Linked DNA regions of Zea mays: region 2 is linked to region 1. A link is a contact called in public HiChIP or PLAC-seq data. All regions are on one chromosome and are shown on one strand. The core of a region is the stretch at or near the end of the contact, and the rest is flanking DNA. Distances in the headings are between cores, read along the strand shown.

The links. HiChIP or PLAC-seq counts read pairs in DNA pulled down with a chosen protein or histone mark.
Region 2: a contact with region 1 is called in an H3K4me3 HiChIP or PLAC-seq map of leaf, with 4 times the contacts expected there. The contact joins the promoter of LOC103654181 here to the promoter of LOC100283700 in region 1. A contact is called at or near these places in 9 of 25 Hi-C or Micro-C datasets (bundle sheath, ear, endosperm and 4 more) and 1 of 3 datasets of contacts at active chromatin or transcription factors (leaf).

Annotation. Positions count from the first base shown.
Region 1 is chr5:174,355,938-174,358,468 of Zm-B73-REFERENCE-NAM-5.0, reverse strand. It overlaps LOC100283700, which reads right to left and starts at 1,273. Exons shown (of 2, transcript NM_001156599.2): 1 at 933-1,273; 2 at 198-818. The coding sequence starts at 1,127. The coding sequence ends at 465.
Region 2 is chr5:174,546,094-174,548,624 of Zm-B73-REFERENCE-NAM-5.0, reverse strand. It overlaps LOC103654181, which reads left to right and starts at 1,267. Exons shown (of 4, transcript XM_008681009.3): 1 at 1,267-1,675; 2 at 2,406-2,531. The coding sequence starts at 1,320.

The sequences.
Region 1 (2,531 bases), core at 24-2,523:
TTTCATCCTAAATCATCTCGTGCGTTGACTTTGGTTGAGTGTCTGTTTTGTTGACTGTACGCGAGGAACGGTGGCTGCATAAGTGGATACAAAATAAATCATTACGAGGCAATTTACCTGCATCTACACATAAGCTAAAAATGGCTGTACCTGACTGGCTAGACTCGCGTGGGATTAGGTGAGCGGGCGTAGTAATACGCTTAATTAAACTTTAGAAATTTATAGCTTTGATTGCCGGCCGAGTCCGCCATTATAGAAAAGACAGCTTGATTGCACGGAGTACCTCCAAGAGAAATAAAACAACAGTAAAATCCAGCCATGCACATCCTGACCGCGGCACAAACGGAGCAAGACAGCAACCAAGCTGCCTGCTATGAATCTCGCGCCATTAAAGCGTATTTCGCCATGAAAAAACCCCGAGAGAGACGAAAAGAACAAAGAATCACAACACTATGCCCCATTTTTCAGGCAGAGGTATCAGCAGCAGCAGCAAGCTTGCTTTCCTCAGAACTTGGGGCATCAGCAGCAGCAGCAACCTTGCTTTCCTCAGAACTTGGGGCATCAGCAGCAACAGCAGCTTGGATTGATTCAGGATCCATCCGCTTCTCTTCTTCCGCCGCATGCGCGTCGCCACCACTCGGAAGACCATCCTTGAGTTCTTCGGCCGTGTCGTCCTGCTCGGTTGCGACCGAGGCCTGCACTGTTGCTTGCGGTGACCCCATCGTTTCCCCGGCAGCGGCAGCACTCGCTGGCTCCCCAGCCACGACCTTCTCCGCCTCCTGGTCGACCTCCTCCTCCCCGTCACTGCCCTCGGCGTCCTGTACAGAGGTAGCAGCAACAGCAAGCGAAACAGATGAAAGGTTGGTGTCAGTGTCACACTGTTACTCGGTCTGAGTACCCAAGGACTACAGGGAACGAAGTAGGTCGCTCACCCGTTTAAGCAGGTCGCTGAGGGACCTCCGGCGGCTGACATCGGCCTGGTCGACCTCGGCAGCGGCGGCCACGGGGACCTCGGCGGCCTTCGCCTTCTCGTCGGCAGCCGCCAGTGGCGCCGCGGCGTCCTCCGCGACCAGAGGCGCCTCGCCCTTGACCTTGAGGTCACCCGGCTTCGTCGCGCATGCCCCCATGGCCAAGAGAGATGTAGCAACACTCGCTACGCTAGAGCCGGTTAATCTACCGCTTTGAGTAGTTGAGTTGAGAGAGAGGAAGAGAACTGAGAACAGAATGTGCATATGTAATGTAAGTGAGGCTGGGCGGCATATATCTTCTCAGCCGGGCGGCCTCGGCACCAGCAGCGCTGAGAAACTGCAAAAGCGTGCGGCTCTCTTTAAGGCTTTTTCTAGGCCTCTCTCATCACATCACTCTTCAGGGCAGGGCAGGGCAGCCATTAGGGGCCCCTCCGACAAGCGTCCTGGGGCGCAGCGCAGGACCCGGCCGGCCGGGCAGCTCGCGTCTCCATTACCATTATACAACAACAGTGGGACAGCCTGCCCTTCCGGCCTTCTCCATGGCACGTACTCTCTGGCTGGCTCAAGGCATGGTGGTTCTATCATATTGCAGTTGCAGACGTATAATACCAGTATAAAACCGCTAGGTGGAGTAGGAGGGAGACTGATACACCTCAGGCAGGTAAGCTGTACAGCTGCTGGGCATCTCCAGGGTAGCATTCAGAATTCTCTGATTCCACGCCTGGGACCAGCAAATGCACTCTCTCTCTCTCTCTCTCTCTCTCTCTCTCTCTCTCTCTCTCAAATTCCATATGCAAAAAATACAGTTATTATTATTTTCATATGGAAAAGAAAGCTTCAAGGGGCCCTTCCAGGCATGACCACCATAATTAAGTGGTTTCCTCCGTCGTTCTAGTATTCGAGCTGCAATCATGGTTCCTGGATCAGAAAACATCCAGCCTGTCTGAGATGTATACGCGATGACTAATTCTCGCGATGATTGTTGTTCCAGGTGTGTAGTACTATCCGATCCGAAAACAAGCATGAGCTCGATTGATGGTATGCGTAGATTCGCCATTTTTCTGGTAGACATCTGACAGCGTTGTTTTTTTTCCCCAGGCACATTTCTTGAGCGAGCGACGAGAAAAACTGAAGAACACATTTCATCGTCAACATATCTCCACTGGAGGGCGTTTCAGAGACCATTTATATCACTTCTCAGGTCAGAACATTTAGATTGCCGGCGGAGCAGTAGCTGGACATGATAGGCAGCAAACCGCAAGTGCATCGCTTTTCAACAAAACCAGGCACTCTTGTCTACCACATTACAAAGTAGGATCAGGTCATTACACGGAAAAGGGCAGCACCCGCAGCACCACACGGAGCATAGAACAGAGCACAACGTTTAGAATATACAGACCACGAGCTGTGTAGGCTGTAGCCCACCAATTGCCAAGCCAAATGCAGAACCTGCTTTTAAGGACACCTAGCTGATAAAAAAAAAGGAACAGCTGATGCTGCTGCCTCTTTCGTTAGCAAAGAAAAAGGCTTTTGGCATAAGGTGTTGCTAGGATATGAGTCCAG
Region 2 (2,531 bases), core at 18-2,517, 190 kb before region 1:
CCCGGCTAAGGACGCGGATTAATCAAACGGTTAGGATTAACACTACACTGATTCCTTATTAATTAACTGGCTTGCGTAGAGAATACACCTTAACACATTCCTCTCATGGAGCCATGTAGATAGCCGGCCATCATATTATACACGCACTCTGCCTGCTTGGCAGAAATAAAGCTACTGGTGTGCATGTGGGGGCGAGGTCCGGATGCCGGGAGCAGGATTAGAGCTACTGGCATGCAAGCATCCGGGCATTTGCTGGATAACAAGCCAGCCCTCGTGCTCACCCCTTTCTTTTATCTCATTCTCCAATTTTTTTTTACCCCCATGTGCAACACAGCATCCCCTCGTCTTTGACTCCCCCGAATGAGGACGGACGGCTCATCGTTGGCTTTGGGAGTTTGTGTGTGTGTGTGCCGGGGGAGGAAGGAGGGAGGGAAGCACATGCGAGGTGACGAGGTGAGCGTGCGCGTGATGGGGAGCGAGCGAGAGCTGGCAGTTCTAGAATTCGATCCGGTGGCCGGCACATGAACCGATCCAGGTGACAGCCACCATCGCAGCTGGCAGCACATGAGGAGGGAGTGACTGATGAACGGGACCAGGAGCATCAGATCAGCACGGTCGATCGACTTGTTTTGTTTCACGCTGTTGCTTTCTGCTCCTAGACGGGGTTACGCCCACGGGAACGAAGGAAAGGAAAGGAAAGGAACTCTTCAACCCGCGCGGCTTAACTGGGCTTGGCCCATCTGCTATGGTCCTTCTGGATTCAACTCAAAATCCGGCCCAACCCAGAGCAACAAGCTCTAACGGACGCTCGATCGACCTGCATGGTGCGTTACCACCAAGCGGACGACAGCTTCCACAGACTTGAACGGTCCAGCAGATTCAGAAGACTCAGGGCCCGTTTGCCTACTTCACTCGACATTTTGGATCCGAGCGAGGGGAAGAAAGACGATCGAGGAAGCACCGAAGCAGAATATATAAAAAGCGTTGGACATGCTCCTGTCTGTCATGCTACGCACATTGATCCTTAAAACTAGGCTGCAGCCTGCACTGAGTATATTTTTCTTCTTCTCAAAATACATTTTCTTCAATCAAGAACAATTTTTTCTCATCAAAGTCGAGCGTTCTCAGCAAAAGAAATATCCCAAAATCACTAAAAACCTGCTCTAGCTTGAGGTACGTGTGAGACTGCTATATTTACACATGCAGTGACTATTTACAGCAACCATCAATTCCGAATTCCCAATCGTAATCGACAACATGGCCTAGCCTAGCCCGGGACAAGCTCCCGTCCCGTCTCTCCAAAACTTCATTCGGGAGATATGGCAAAGCCGAAGCCGAAGAGGCCCGCGCCCCCGCCCCGGCGTTGGGCAGCATGCGGTCTCTGGCGACGACCCGCCTTCGCGTCGGGCGGCCTGCCGCTGGCCGCCGCCGCGTACGTGGGCGTCGACTACATGCAGCACCTGTCCCCCGTCTGGCACGGGCGGCTGCGGCCGGCGCTCTGGGCGGCGCTGGCGCTCGCCACCGCCGCGCGCGCGCCGTTCTACCGGCGCTGGGGCGCCGAGGTCCGCGCCGCCCCGCGGTTCTTCGCCGCCATGGCGTTCATGCTCGCCGCGCTGCTCTGCGAGGCCATCTCCGTCCGCTTCGTCAGCACCGTCCTCGGCCTGCAGTGGCACCGGTCAGCTCCTTTCCTTTCTCGTGACTGATGCGCGCGATGCGAAACCGATCGACCAAATATTTGAACATTTCAGAATTTTCCCTACGCAAATGCGTGATTACATTACATCCATCCATGGTGGATTGGCGACGTTGACGTTGTCTTTTAACCGCGGACTGTATTTGTCACTACTCACTACGTGTATATAATCATAGTTATTTTTATCGAAAATTTCAAAGGAGTATGGCTTGGGAAATAGTCCTAGCAAGTGAAAACTTGTCATTTTGGACGTTGGTTGTTATGGCAATGAAATCCACTGCCTTATACATAGTAGGTGCTATGGCAGCATTCGGTGCATGCCTGTATAAATACATACTCGTAGGTGCATACTTAGGTCTAGTTTATTAATCGTCCCGTGTCTTCAAATTTTATTACTTGTGCCTTGTGGTAAAGTATAGTCTAAGTAATAAGTGGTACATGTCTGTATTTAATGATTGTACTCATTCATTCGTGGATGTTCTAGGTTGAAGTTTTATATTCCTTTAAAAAACATAGGTGCAGACAAGAACTACTCCTCAACCTATAGTGATGGAGCCAGAAACAGACCATTTTTTTTGTCTTTTTTTATCATCATCTTCCCCTGTATAGTCTACATATTTCAGCGCAATAAAATAGTATGCTCATCTGAAACACTGGACTGTTCAATATATATCAGAAAAAGCTACTGACAGAGATCCACTGCTATCAACAGATCTACCGCTCCTCTTCCTGACACTGGCCAGTGGATGCTCCTAGCATTGAGCGGGAAACTTCCTCGAACAGTGGTCGATCTACTGAAAGCTCGCATCATCACCCTTCATCATTACCTGATGATGTT